Regions from separate parts of the Sus scrofa genome. Here regions 1, 2, 3 and 4 are each linked to region 5. Evidence: chromatin contacts called from public HiChIP or PLAC-seq and promoter capture Hi-C data. All regions are on one chromosome and are shown on one strand. Each heading gives the region's core, a stretch centred on a gene start, on an enhancer-like site or on the middle of the called end of the contact. The rest is flanking DNA. Distances are from core to core; before and after follow the strand shown. Region 1 holds the start of SCN4B (sodium channel subunit beta-4). Region 2 overlaps JAML (junction adhesion molecule like). Region 3 holds the start of PHLDB1 (pleckstrin homology-like domain family B member 1). Region 4 holds the start of IFT46 (intraflagellar transport protein 46 homolog). Region 5 holds the start of UBE4A (ubiquitination factor E4A).

Region 1 (2,830 bases), core at 284-2,783, 190 kb before region 5:
ATGACCACCCACCCCTGCCATGGTCACAGTGGGAACTCGGGCTGATTAGAGATAGGCTGAGTGGCAGCTAGTGTAGACTGGCACTGTAACCGCCTCAGAAAGAGGCGCCTCCAGGCCTCAGAGAGACCCACTTCCTAGGGTCACTGTGAAACCAGCACATGTGCGCCTAAGGCACAAGTGAGAACACTGGTGTCTTCTCTCCAGCTGTAAGGCTATAGCAGAATTGGTGGCTCCTGAGTGAAAGATGTACTCTCACCCCCCTCCGCCACCAGGTGCCAACATGACAGGCCTGCACACAGTTTACATTTGCAGAAACAGCAGTGATCGCCCTTAAAGACTTCTGCCTCCCTGCTTTCAGCCCAAATGCCTACGTCGCGTGCCTACCCCATGCAGGGAGCTGCCAAAAGCCACATCTGACAAATACAAACAGGAAGAGGTGCGGGTGCCAGAGATGGAGTTGGCTTACATTTGAAAGCCAGCTCTGAGTTATGAGGAGATAATGTTCTGGACAAATAAATATCATTCCCTAATCTCTTAGAGTTTGATGCTCAAAACTATCATGTGCATATTAATAGATATCGATAATCTGTTCTTTCTGTGTCCTCTGGCCGGGCCTCCTCAGTCTTCATATTCATCCCAAAATGAAGAGCCAGGAGCAGGTGAAACAGGTCCTCCCCATTCCCCCAGGGAATCTCTTCCTAGGAAGAGAGAAAATATCTTTCCTAAAAGGGGGCTTAAATGATCCTCCAAGTCCCTCCAACACATCCAGTCTGCAGGGAAGGCAGTGGACACCAGAGGAAGTAGAGGGCAGAGGAGGCAAACAGAACAAGGATCAGTAGGAAAGGGAGCTCCCCAACCCCCAACTGGTGCATGCCGGTGCCTGGACAACCAGCTTCCAAGTAGCAAAGAGCTCTGAGCAGGGGTAGAAACTAGCATCTCAACAATCACACTTGCAACCCACCTGGCATCCCCTCCACCCAAGGCATTAGCCGCTCTCCCCCAGCAGCTTAAACGTCTCAACTCGGGTCCCCAAGATCCAGCTCCAGAAGTGCGGGGCTGAAGGCACCAGAAACAGCAAAAAAAAAAAAAAACTAATCGCGAGGCTGGCGGGCCGATGGGGCGGGGGACGGCGCACTGTCCCCGGGGAGCTCAGCCCTCCCAGCTAGAGTCTCAAGCCAGTAGCCCCGCTCCAAAGCCTTCCCCCCGTCCAAGGCACTGCTCTTCGAAGTGACCCCTGCTCTGGGGGGAGATGGGGGAGGAGGGGGGAAGAGGCAGGAGAAGAAACCGAGCTGGGGCTGCCTTACCCAAAAGCCCAGTGCCCAGCCATCTCGCCCTGGGTGCGCCTCGGTCCCCGGCCCCGAGCATCGTTCTTTTCTCTCCGGAGCGCGCCAGGGGCGCGGGGACAGGATACAGGGCGCAGCCGCGCTCGCAGCCCGCGGTCTGCAGTGGGCCTGGAGGCTGCCGGGGAGCTCTGCGCCGCCGGCTGAGCTTGGGAAAGTTAGCGGGGATGGCAGGAGAGGAGGGGGAGGGAGGGAGAGGAGGAGCCGACTGCGGGAGCGGCCGCTGAGGGCACGGGGAGAAGGAGGAGGAGCACGAAGAGGAGGAACAGGAGCAGGAGGACCGCCGAGCTAGTGCAGAGGCGAGCGACGCTGCGCCTCTGCTCTGGAAGCGCTCCAGCCGCAGGAGGGGCGGTGGCCGCCGCGGTGCCTGGGGCGCCCCCGCCTCGTGGTCCCCGAGCCCCGGGAGCGTGCCGGGCCCCCCGCTTCCCCTCCGGCTTGGGCAGGGCTGCTGCGGCTTGGCACTGCAGGGCCACCCGCAGCCGCCCGCATCATCCCATGCGCTGAGCTGCCAATTAGGAGGATAGTTTGGGGAGGAGTAGAGGTGGAGCTTTTCGGGTGTTCTACTTTGGGAAACACGAGTGGGGACCACGAGGGGACCGCTTGGATGGCCGACACTGGCGCAGCCGGTGGGCGTGTGCGGGCTTCCCCACTGCACCCCACTGATTCTGACTCGCGTGCAGCCTCTGAGCCCCGCGCCCCGCCTTTGCTCCGCTGGGCAGGGTCCCGGGGACCGGCTTCCAACTGCAAACTGCCCCCGCCACCGCCCATCCACCTCGGCCATTGCTTCATGAGCTGGGAAATCATGATGCCCCTGGTTGGGGAATCCGGCCAGACACTACCAATCCGATTGGGGCTCCTTCTTCACCTTCCTGCAGCACCTCTATTCTCATTTTTCCTACCTAGGCACTCCCCGCCCCTCCCCTTTCACCCTCCTCCAATGGTTTCCTCTGTCCTTCAGAAACCTGAAGTCTTCATGGCCTCACCTCCCTTTGGGGATGGAGGAGCCCAGGTCAGCCCTCCCAGGCTTGGGGGTCACAGCCAGGGCCAAGGTGAAACTGCCAACAAAGGAGCCTTTTCTCAGACACTCTGGAGTTACCAGTGAATAGTGCAGTTTGGGGTGTGGTTTGGTAACTAATGTCTGCTGTCCTCCCCTCGGCACCCCACTGCTAACCTCCCAGCCCCCTCCCTCCATCCCAGGCCCCTTGTTCCTGACCCTCCATCCTTTGCCTCTCTGGGCACTAGTTCAGACTTGGAAACCTGCTCCCACTTCATGGCCTGACCCCTGCTACAGTCCCACCACCACCCACCTTTTTAGCCAGGGGGCTTCAGAGGAATCTTGGGCCCCTTGTGGTTGTATGGGAAAGCCTGAATGTCTATTTGGGTTTTTTCCAGGAGCTGTGACAGTGGTACAGTGGCTCTGTAGTGAGCTGTGATAGTGGTACAGTAGCTCTGGGGAATCTAGTCCTAGCTCCAGCATTTATTGGCGTGTG
Region 2 (2,746 bases), core at 242-2,741, 150 kb before region 5:
CAGGGTCCCCAGGGCCAGTCCCACTTCAGAGGGACCAAGTCCACACTCCCCCTAATCAGGGCCTGTTCCTCCAGCGCTGTCCTGTCCCTCTGCCAGGCTTCAAACCTCCATTTCAGCCCTTCGCCCAAGCAGGGGGGTGCGGGAGGATGACTGGGAGGGCAGGGGGATCCGAAATAACTGGTACATGGACTCAGGACACAGAGGAAGGAGCGTCTCTGTCAGGGACAAGAACAAAGGAAACTCCCCTTTCTTCTCAAAAGGCGTGCTCAGTTTTTGGCATTCCCCCAGCTGACTTTCTGTCAAGTGGGCTGCCTGGTGCTGACCTCAGGGAAGGCCAAACTGGGTGCTGTGGGGAGAGAGAACAAAACACCTTTGTAAGAAGCATCTCAATCATAATAGTCACCATTTACAGAGCCCTTTCCATCTGCCTGGACCGATTCTGAATTTCACGGGCACTATCTCAGTGGGTCCTTACCACCTGGGAAGTAGGCTTTATTCTTTCAGTTAAGGATGAGGAAACTGAGGCTCGAGGCAAAGCTACGGGCCCAAGATGATCTAGTTTTGAAGTCTGTCTGGGTCTCTCCAACTCCAAAGCTTGGCATCTTAACCAGGGTGCTCTACAGCCTCAGAAAGGGGGCACAGAGTGGCGACCCCTTCATTTAGGTAAATTTAATCAAAAATCAAATGCTCTTTGGAGTCCCCATCGTGGCCCAGCAGTAACAAACCCAACAAAGATCCATGAGGACACAGGTTCGATCCCTGGCCTTGCTCAGAGAGTTAGGGATCTGGCGTTGCCATGAGCCATGGTGTATCTTGCAGACATGGCTCGGATCTGGTGTTGCTGTGGCTGTGGTATAGACTGGCTGCTGCAGCTCTGATTTAACACCTAGCCTAGGAACTTCCATATGCTGTGGGTGCAGCCTTAAAAAGACACACACACACACAAAAAAATCAAAGGCTCTCTGTTGCCCCTGCCCCCTATCAGATAACACCTCCATACCCAAGGTATGCAGGCCAGAATTCACCCATAGGCTTGTTTAAGTTGGCATATACTGTTTTAAAATAACTTGACCAGCAGGAGTTCCCTGGTGGTCTAGTAGTTAGGATTCAGCACTTTCACCACTGCAGCCTGGGGTTCAATCCCTGGTCTGGGAGTTGAGATCCCACCTCAAGCCACTACACACCACAGCCAAAAAGTAAAATAAAATAGAACAAATAACATGACCAGTCCCTGAAGGGCTTTGAGTTTGTGGCCTGGGCCTCTCATCACACTTGCTCTATTGGATCTGTTTCAAGAGGACAGGGGTGCTATTTTCCGCAGAGTGTAAATCCCAAGCCCCTAGCACTGAGCCCGGGGAGGCTGGCTTTGAAAATGACTCACTCCTGCATCACCTCTGCCCCACAGACTGTCTGCCAACAGTACTGCCCAGGTGGGTGACACATTCAGCAGCAGCCACTGTGCAGCTGTATCAGCAGGTCTCTGAGAGGCAGGACGAGGTTCTGGCAGTTCCTGTGCATCACATGGCACTAACAGGAGAAGGATGGGGGCGGGGGTGACTATATTCAACTGCGGCTTCAGAGTGGCGCTCATATTTCCCCTGGTGGAACCAGGCCAGGTCTCTGATCTCACACTTTGCTAGCAGAACCTTCCTCTGCGGCCATCAGCCAGGAGTCACGTGTCCTTAGCGCTGGTGCAACAGGAACAAATACAAGCCATCATCCCATAAACAGAGGAGGCCAGTCTTCCTGACAGACCCCAGCAGAACACTGCTCGCTTCATGGCCGGGGCGTCTATCATTAGTCCACAAATAGCACTATGTGGCCGGCTCACTCCTTTTGTCCTTACCCTCCTCACTACACAGCCAGTGCCTCTTCTAGGTGCTGGACTTCCCGGGAGAGTTGAGCAGAAAAAAAGCAGGAATCGGACTCTGTGCTATCACAGGAAGGTCGGCATGCAGCCTTCCTGGCAGTTAGACTATACTTATTAGGTGTAATAAGTCACAGAACTTTTTAAAAATCTTAGGGTTGGAGGGGTCCCTGGTAGCTAGGTGGGTTAAGGATCTGGTGTTGTCACTGCTGTGGCTTGGGTCACTACTATGGCACAGGTTCAATCCCTGGCATCGGAACTTCTACATGCTGCAGGTATGGCCAAAAAATAAAATCTGAGAGTTGGAAGGGATATTTTAAACAGAAGGAAAACAGTCCCTTGTGACACAATATTTATGCAAGGATCTAACAGCACCCTCGGCACCCTCTTTTCTATGCTGTGTTTAGCCAGTGTTGTGCTGACAGGCAGAGATGCTCTGTCTACCCCGCAGGCAACCGCTTCCTTTCACCCTGAAATCAATCATCTCCAGCCCGAGAAACACTCATAATACTCAAAATTACTTGATATTGGGTATGAGGGCAAGTTTCTAGCTTTTGTTTTTTCCTTTTAGGGCCACACCTGCAGCATATGGAATTTCCCAGGCTAGGGGTCCAACTGAAGCTGAAGCTGCTGGCCTACACCACAGCCACAGCAACTCGGGGATCTGAGCCGCATCTGTGACCTATGCCACAGCTCAGGTCAACATAGATCCTTAACCCACTGAGCGAGACCAGGGATGGAACCTGCATCCTCAAGGATACTAGTCAGGTTCTTAACCCACTGAACCACAACAGGAACTCTCAGGGCAAGTTTGATATTAGTCTTCTATCCAGCAGAGCTTCTGCTTCTCACAATTTCCTGCTCCTTGGGAAAATCTCT
Region 3 (2,708 bases), core at 35-2,534, 240 kb after region 5:
TAGCTGCAAAGAGCTTCCCTCCCCCTCCCCCTTTTTGTCCATTGCCTGGCTCCAGTCATCTCCTGCCTCCTGCTGTGGGGGGCCCCCTGCTAATGCTGGCCCTGTCAATGAGTGACCAGAGATTCCTGAAGTTCAACCTCCTGTCGTTCCTGAGTTAGGTAGGGAGAGAGGGTACACACTAAAGTCACTGAATCAGAACAAGACTTGTCCCTGATTTTCTGCTATTCTCCCCCCCTGGAATTGGGGGCTTTCTGCTTTCTCCTTGGGGCTTGGGGACTTTCTGCCTTCTCCTTCAGGGAGGAAGAGTCAGTCTCAGAGGTCCCTCTAATGAAAGTTAAAGGAATCCAGTCTAGCTGAGTTCAGTTCCCTGGGGCCTCCCCAGTCTCTTGAGGCAAGAGCTGGCTTTGCAAGGTAAGGATCCACTATCAGCGTTGGATTTCGGGTGGGGGTTGAAAAGGAGCATGACTTTCAGCCAGGCTCAGTGTCTAGGTTTCTCTTAGGTTTTTAGTCCCTCCTCTTTTTCCTTATTAACTTCTCAGTCCAACAGAGATCCAAACTGCTATAGGATGGTGTGCTCAACTATAAATCTATCGTTTGCCTTCCAGTTATAATCCTGCAGGTTGTGGTGGGGGTGGAGCTAACAAGGGGCCAGGATGACACTTCCATTCAGCTTTCCTGTTCTTTACAGTTTGCATGGCACTTTAACACGCCTTCTTGTACCTATCCTTGAAAATATCTGTGCCACCGTATATGCAGGGTTATCAACCCCATAAGCTGTCATGGTGGTAGGATGAGCAGGAGCGACAGAGGCCAAACCTGGATATCCCCTGAAGGTATTTGGAAATATTGAGAGTGTGTTGGAGGGCTGGGACTATGAGGTTCACTGGGAGCTGATGGAGGGTTTAGACATCTAAAGTTCGGGGCGGGGGGGGGGGGGCGGAAGTAGAGAGAAACTGTCAATCCTCAGAAGCACCTTAAAGCCTAGGCTGGAGGGTGGTCTAAGAGAGTCGGACCCGGAAAGTGAGTGGGGATGGGGGGTGTATACGGTGGTGGTGGTAGCCGAGAGCCCAGCTGCAGAGATGAACAAAGCGGGCGCTGTGCAGGCGGGGGCGGGGGGGGGGAGGTGCTGCTCTGGGAAAGGGTGGGTGGGGGGGACCTTGGGCTCCGGTCCCACAAGGGCGTCTCCTCAGGCTGGCCGGGCGGACGGGACGGGGGACGGGGGCGGGGACTAGCGGGGGGTGGGGGTGGGGGTGGGGTGGGGAATGGGGAGGCGGGACCCGCTCGCTCTCCTCCTACTTTCTGGGCTCCCAGGGAAAAGCAAGAGTGTTCTCCGGAGCCTGAGGCCTCAGAGGCTGAGCCGGGCTAAGGAACCGGTGTCCCCCTCTCCCGCCGAGGTAAGAACGTTCCCTCTCACTGAGCCTGCGAGTCCTGCTAGCTGCACTGCTGGGACAGGACAGGAGGAAATCCCAGGGGCCTGGCGACAGCCCTCAGATCAGCTTTGGGCTGGAGAGCCCGGAAGAAACCCTTAGAGGAGGAGGGGGTGCCTCAGGTGAGTGCATGGGAGCGCCAAGGTTTTTCTGCAGAATGGGCTTCGTTGCTTTCCTGGGAACTCCTTACTCTTGCCCTCCTGAGCCGCTGCCCGCGCCGCCGCCAGAGGGGGCCCTCGCGCTCCACCCCTCACCCCCTATCCCACTCTGGAAGAACGAGGACCCTGTCCCTTCAGAGTCTCCTGCGGGAACCCAGGCAGCCCGGCGATACTCCTGGGACTCGTCCGCCTGCCCCCCACACCTCTGCTCTTCCGCTGATAGAAGGACTAAGAGCACTGCACCAGGAGCGAGGGGGTCCCCTGGGGCATCTCTGCTTCTGTCCCGAGCCGGGCCTCCTTTAGGGATGGGAAAGGGATGTTAAGTAGGGCTCGGAGGCAGTAGTATCCGGGAGCGACTCGTGGGAGTATCAGTAGATAGGTGGCACATCTGGGGCCTCCCGGGCCCTCCTCGGAGGACCCGCATCTTTAGGGGTCCTGGAGGCTGGAGAGGGCTGTGGGGTCAGTGAGTTCCCGCTTGGTCTGGATTCGAATCCCTTGCGGAGTTCCCCGGGCCGAGGCTGAGCCAGGTCATCCGGGCTCCTCTGGGACTGGGAAGCGCGGGCGGGAGGGGGCCCGGGAGGGGCCGCGGGGTTGCCGAGGCGCTCGCTGACTCTTCCGCCCAGGCTGGCGCGAGCGGCGGCTGGGCCGGGAGAGCGCGCCGCCCGGCGGGGGACCCAGGGCGCCGGGGCGGGGCTGCATTCTGGGCCCGTTAGCTCAGCGGTCCCGAAGCCTCCCGGAGGGCTGACTCATCGGACCGGTCACACACAAACAAAACTCCCCACCACGTCAGGCATCCCACGAGCAGACACCCTCGGTGCCCCACCAGGCACCACCCACTCACCCTTCCCACTACACAAGCCACGCCGACACCCCTGTCTCTCTCTGCAGTTACACGTGTGGGACCCAAACATTCCTAGACCTCTACACACTCTACACACACGCCAAGCACTCTCAGGAGGTCCACATTCACACTTGCGGCGTCCCGCGCTCACGCCCTTCCCCGCGCACACACCCTTCCCCGCGCACACGCACTCCCTGACACGCAGCCCCCACGGCTCACACCCATCACATACTCAGTCCTCACGCATGCAGCTTCTTACACACGCGCTCCCTTCAAACACGC
Region 4 (2,700 bases), core at 48-2,547, 200 kb after region 5:
ACCACTGCGCCACGACGGGAACTCCAAGACTTTTGATAAATTAAATAAACAAACATGAACCCCTGGCAGATTATGGGTAAAGAGTATCACGAAATAAATGATGATGGGAAACTGGTCAGATTGAAGGAAGATCCTGCAATGTGGGTGGCGGTGTTTTCTCCCTCCTTAAGTAGTTAGAAAACAGAAGCGACAACAAATAACTTGACTCTGAAAGTCAACATTTGCTATTATAAACTAAAAAATTATTGGAAACAATCATGAGTCCATCCTGCTCTTTGCTCTGAGAACCGTCTGTCTTCTTTTCTCTTCATTTATTTCTTACCTTTGTGTCTTGAGGGAGGAGTATAAATACTTGCAACCTCTTCCGAGTCGTTAATCTCTAGACGCTCATCATATGTCTGGTTTTCTATAATCTTGGTCTAAGTAAAAGGAAACATGATTACACAGCTCCTATCACGGGACAGTAAGCACTCTGTGGGGAGCTGGACTCCAAACCAGCAATGGTTCCGAGACACCAGTTTTACATGAAACCCTCACCCCAGTTCAAGCAGTTAAGTCATTCTGCTGCAGCCCTTATTTAGGAACTGCTGGCAGGCTGACCGGAGAACGAAGAAATCCTGGAGCGAAACAACAGCCAACTTCTGCATCACCTTCCCCAAAGCTCTTTTGTAGAGAACGGCTCAAGTGAGCCTCAGGTTCGGTCAGTTTCCCAAGGCTGCTGGGATTTCTTAGCTGTAGAGGTTCTAGAAACAATTCTGTTTCTAGAGTCACCAGGGCGGGGGCTGTTCCTCTAAGAGAGGTTAAACTCTAGTCTCTTGGTCCAAAAGCATCACCCTCATCTATACCATGACCACCCCACCCCCCTTGGTCTCGTCTTGTAGTTCGGATGCCCCTTACGTTTCGTGGGGAGTAAGGCAAGCAGAATGGTCGGTGATGGCGTGAAGGGAAGGGAGAAAGTATAGTGGGTAAGAAAACGGAAAGAAGTGGAGAGGGGTTGCGAGGACAGAAAAGGAGTCCTTTCTATTCCTCTTGGGAGAGAGGAAGCGTTCTCTGTTAGGGTGAGTACGAATTACCTGTAGCCCCTCCGAATCCGTCTCTTCTATCTGGAAGGAACCCCAGCCTAGGGCTGGGGTCTCACCCTAATCTCAGGCCAGGCCACTTTTACTTGGAAAGAAGGGGAGCAACTGGCGTGTTGTCAGTAGCTAAGCAAACAAACAATAAATAAATAAATAAAAAGAGCGAAGAAAGAAACAGAAAAATCGCGAGACTTCCTTTAACTCTCGTGAGAGCTCAACTCGCGCATTATGTTTCTCCCCAGCTAAGGAGCCAAGCAGAAAAAGAGGAGCTCACATCGTGATTGTTTAGATTTCAACAGATGTGTCTGTGGTGGCATCTAGCGGCTGCAGGCAGCAAATCAGATGAATTCCGGTTGGTAGAGAGTTAAGCTCTAGATCCCGAAACACGGTCTGCATTTTTTACCCAGGGAAAGGATCAGTAGGTATGAGTTCCTATTAAGTCAGACCACTCAGCCTTTAGGCAAACTCAGGGGTTGCCTCAATTCCTGACATTCTGTACTACTTTTATAGCATTTTTATTACATTATAGTCTTTCCCCTCCACTGTGTCCATAGCATGGGACATATTTATAGTATTAACAAATTATTATTTACCTGTGATTCAAATTTAACACATTCTCCCGCTTTTTTAATTTTTTAATTTTAATTTTTTTTAGGGCTGCACCTGCGACCTATGGAAAATCCCAAGCTGGGGGTCAAATCAGAGCTGTAGCTGCCGGCCATTCTTTCTCTGTATGGATTTATCTGTTCTGGATATTTTACATAAATGGAGTCATAGAAGATACGGTCTTTTGTGAGTGGCATCTTTCACTTAACATAGTATTTTCAAGGTTCATCCATGTTGTATCATGTATCAGAATTTAATTCCTTTTTGTGACTAATATTCCATTGTTTAGATATACTACCTTTTTTTTTTTTTTTTTTTTTTGTCTTTTTAGAGCTTCCTCCACGGCATATGGAGGTTCCCAGGCTAGGGGTCTAATCGGAGCTGTAGCTGCCGGCCTATGCCAGAGCCACAGCAATGCCAGATCCCAGCCGCGTCTACAACCCACACCATAGCTCATGGCAACCCCGGATCCTTAACCCACTGAGTGAGGCCAGGGATTGAACCCGAAACCTCATTGTTCCTAGTCGGATTCGTTTCCGCTTTGCCGGTGGGAACTCTAAATATACCACATTTTGTTATTCATTCGAGTACTGAGGGACACTTGGATCGTTTCCACTTTTTGGCTATTATGAACAATGTTTCTATGAACATTAGTGTTCAAGGTTGTGTATGGGTGTGTGGTTTTAACTCTCTTGGGCGCATACATAGGAGTGAATTGCTGGGTCACATGGTAACCCCATGCTTAGCTTTTTGAGGAGCTGCCAAGCTTTCCCCAAACAATTAAACTACTTCAGGTTCCCGCCAGCAGTGTATGAGAGTTCTAATTTCTCCACATTCTCACCAACTCTTATTATTATAGCCATCCTAGCAAGCTTTGATTTGCAATTCCCTAAGGACTAAAGATATTGAGCATATTTTTATGTGCTTATTGGCCATCTATCGTTTTGTTTTTGTCTTTTTATGGTTGCACCCGTGGCATATGTAAGTTCCCAGGCTAGGGGTCAAATCAGAGCTGCAG
Region 5 (2,800 bases), core at 239-2,738:
GTCACCAGACTGTTTTCCCAAAGCGCCCCACTATTTTATATTCCCATCAGCAATGCAGAAGGGTTCCTATCTCTCTACAGCCCCATCAACAATTATTTTCCATTTTTTTCATAATCACTTTCCTAACGGGTAAGGTGACATTTCGTCCTGGTTTTGATTTGCATTTCCCTAATGACTACTGACATTGAGCATCTTTTCATGTGCTTATTGGCCATTTGCACATTTTCTTTTTTCTTTTTTTTTGGGGGGGGGGGAGGGCTCACTCAGGCATATACAGTTTCCCAGGCTAGGTGTCCAATAGGAGCCACAGCCATAGAAACACCACAGCAACACGAGATTGGAGCTCTAAGTATGTCTGTGACCTACACCACCCACAGCTCATGGCAATGCAGGATCCTTAACCCAGTGAGCAAGGCCAGGGATCGAACCCACAGCCTCATGGTTCCTAGTCAGATTCGTCTCCACTGCGCCATGAGGGGAACTCCTTTTTGTACGTTTTCTTTAGAGAAATGTTTATTCAAGTCCACTGTCCATTCTTTAATCCAGTCATTTGTGTTGGTTGTTGTTGAGTTACAGACTTTTTAAAATATATCTGGATGTTACTTCTTAATCAGATATGTAATTTACAAATATTTCTGTCACTCAATGAATTGTCTTTTTTTTTTTTTTTTTTTTGTCTTTTTTTGCTATTTCTTGGGCCGCTCTCACGGCATATGGAGGTTCCCAAGCTAGGGGTCGAATCGGAGCTGTAGCCGCCGGCCTACACCAGAGCCACAGCAACGCGGGATCCGCCGTATCTGCGACCTACACCACAGCTCACAGCAACGCCGGACCCTTAACCCACTGAGCAAGGGCAGGGACCGAAGCCGCAACCTCATGGTTCCTAGTCGGATTCGTTAACCACTGCGCCACGACGGGAACTCCTGAATTGTCTTTTCATTTGCACTCTTAAAAAATATGCCGCTTCCTTTGCCTTTGTGTACCTCGAGGCAACCTTGAGGATGTATATCGTCTCCACTTTACAAGAACACATTGCCTGGCACCTAAAAAGAATTCACAACTTTCAGTTACTGTTATTACTACTGTTAACTGCTTCACAGATAATAATTTATAAAAAGTACAGAAGCTGCTTCAAAAAAGCCTAAGGCTAATGGGAAAAATAGAAAGAAGCCCACAGTGGCCTAGAGCAGAGCCAGGGTTTACCAAGTCATATCTGTCACCCATACACGGATTTCGGAGACCCGTCTCATACTCCGTGAAGCTTCAAAACACCTGCCTTGCAGCTCACCCATAAGCCTGCCACTACCCGCCGGACACCGCCCTAACGCCACTTCCGGCTACTTCCGCTCCGCCCCAGCCAGCCAGCGCATGCGTCGTGGGGATGTTTGCGCGCCCGCTCCCAACGCAGAGCGACACACCCAGTTTCCGGCGCCTAGACGAGATTCCTCAAGGCACGGCGCCTAGTCATGATGTAAGTTCCGGTTGCGGTGCTGAGTCGGAAGTGGGAACCCTTCGGCCACTGAGACTCTGTCGTGTCGTCGCTGCTGGCCCTTCTGGCTCTGGTAAGAGACAAAATAGCTGGAGGGGAGGGGAACCTTTGAGGCTGCAGAGGAATTTTTTCCTTCTAGTCGAATGCCAGTCCAAACCTCTGCACTGTTAGCTCTTTCAAATTCTTTTTACCTGTGCTTTCCTGACCACTGGCTTTCTCCTCCATGAACTTCGACCCTGACTGTTTTGGGAACCCCTTACAGTGCTCTAGCTTCTGGCCTCTCTGGCCCCCTTGGCCATTCTCTTCCTGGAAAAGCCAGGAATCTTGGCCTTGCATTAATTTTGACTTTCTTTCTCTAGAACGTGCGCCCAGTGGGTGGGTCTCCCTCCATGCTGCGAATACCTTATGGAACCTGGAGGGATAAAATATAAAAAGTAGACAACAGATAGCCAAGTGCCAAAGAAGAGGAAATTAAGCACAGCCTACGGCTGTGTCATAGGCTGGTAATCAAACCAGTTGAATACATATGGCAGGGTATTGACATTTCTTAAGGCAAGCAATCATTTCACCTCTCAAAACTCTGCTGGCACTCTGCTTCTTGCTCCCTCAGCAGCTGGGTTTAGAAGGCACTTGCAAAATTGAGTAACTAGAGCTCAGGAGCTTATTTTTGATGGATCTTCTCCTTGGGATCAGTTTTTTGCTTCCAGAACAAGAAAATGTTTAGTCTCACTCGCATGGACCATTTTGGTCTCACATGGGAGCCCTTCTGAGATAAAATGGGCCCCAGGAGGGAGTACTGTCTGCTTTGCTACTTGATGAGCTCCTTCTAGCTTGCCGATGTGACTGATGTGACCAAAGGATCTGTTTCCACAGTAGAGGCCTGAAAGGGTAATTGGAGGGGGAACATGTGATGAAATATTTTTTTAATTCCTTTTTTGGTTTGACCTCACCAGGAAACTTAGACCTTATGGAGTATGATTTAATAAAGTTTGATTTTGAGAATCCCAGTTTTGTGAAGTATTCCGAGTATTTCTGTTTAAAAGCAATATCAAGTCCGATGTTAAAACGTGCGCTCATCTCTTTAAAAGCTGTCAGTGGCCCTTAAGGGATAGCAGTATTGCTTATAAACAAAAGATTGAATCAGGGGAGAGTGAAAGGATTTTGTAGGACTGGGCTAGACAGCTATTACAGACTCTTGGAGCACATGTATCAGAGGGAAACATGTTTTTAAAGAGGACGGATTTAGGGAGTTCCGGTCATGGCTCAGCAGAAACGAATCTGACTAGTATCCACGAAGACACAGGTTCGATC

What was found. Promoter capture Hi-C pulls out the DNA fragments that hold promoters and counts their contacts. HiChIP or PLAC-seq counts read pairs in DNA pulled down with a chosen protein or histone mark.
Region 1: an H3K27ac HiChIP or PLAC-seq map of skeletal muscle shows a contact between it and region 5. The contact joins the promoter of SCN4B here to the promoter of UBE4A in region 5. A contact is called at or near these places in 3 of 5 promoter capture datasets (fetal liver and liver), 13 of 47 Hi-C or Micro-C datasets (blood, brain, embryonic fibroblasts and 7 more) and 2 of 2 datasets of contacts at active chromatin or transcription factors (alveolar macrophages and skeletal muscle).
Region 2: a contact with region 5 is called in a promoter capture Hi-C map of liver, with 4 times the contacts expected there. The contact joins the enhancer-like site here to the promoter of UBE4A in region 5. A contact is called at or near these places in 1 of 5 promoter capture datasets (liver), 14 of 47 Hi-C or Micro-C datasets (alveolar macrophages, blood, embryonic fibroblasts and 10 more) and 1 of 2 datasets of contacts at active chromatin or transcription factors (alveolar macrophages).
Region 3: a contact with region 5 is called in an H3K27ac HiChIP or PLAC-seq map of alveolar macrophages. The contact joins the promoter of PHLDB1 here to the promoter of UBE4A in region 5. A contact is called at or near these places in 1 of 5 promoter capture datasets (fetal skeletal muscle) and 1 of 2 datasets of contacts at active chromatin or transcription factors (alveolar macrophages).
Region 4: an H3K27ac HiChIP or PLAC-seq map of alveolar macrophages shows a contact between it and region 5. The contact joins the promoter of IFT46 here to the promoter of UBE4A in region 5. A contact is called at or near these places in 3 of 5 promoter capture datasets (fetal liver, fetal skeletal muscle and liver), 7 of 47 Hi-C or Micro-C datasets (embryonic fibroblasts, heart right ventricle, liver and 2 more) and 2 of 2 datasets of contacts at active chromatin or transcription factors (alveolar macrophages and skeletal muscle).

What each region holds. Positions count from the first base shown.
Region 1 is chr9:45,474,073-45,476,902 of Sscrofa11.1, forward strand. It overlaps SCN4B (sodium channel subunit beta-4), which reads right to left and starts at 1,534. Exons shown (of 6, transcript XM_013977487.2): 1 at 1,305-1,534; 2 at 962-1,056. The coding sequence starts at 986.
Region 2 is chr9:45,506,655-45,509,400 of Sscrofa11.1, forward strand. It overlaps JAML (junction adhesion molecule like), which reads right to left. Exons shown (of 10, transcript NM_001244730.1): 10 at 1-346. The coding sequence ends at 254. Among named protein-coding and RNA genes, the nearest start is that of SCN2B, 5.4 kb to the left of the region's middle. Within about 2 kb of position 1,492, at least 31 of the 83 cell types and tissues checked have an H3K27ac peak or open chromatin away from gene starts, as enhancers often do. A contact at or near this core is called in fetal liver, liver, retroperitoneal adipose tissue and 1 more, where this site is marked.
Region 3 is chr9:45,900,815-45,903,522 of Sscrofa11.1, forward strand. PHLDB1 (pleckstrin homology-like domain family B member 1) reads left to right here and starts at 1,285. Exons shown (of 26, transcript XM_021062931.1): 1 at 1,285-1,549.
Region 4 is chr9:45,860,621-45,863,320 of Sscrofa11.1, forward strand. IFT46 (intraflagellar transport protein 46 homolog) reads right to left here and starts at 1,298. Exons shown (of 12, transcript XM_003357317.4): 1 at 1,074-1,298; 2 at 323-419.
Region 5 is chr9:45,659,602-45,662,401 of Sscrofa11.1, forward strand. It overlaps UBE4A (ubiquitination factor E4A), which reads left to right and starts at 1,489. Exons shown (of 20, transcript NM_001244872.1): 1 at 1,489-1,562.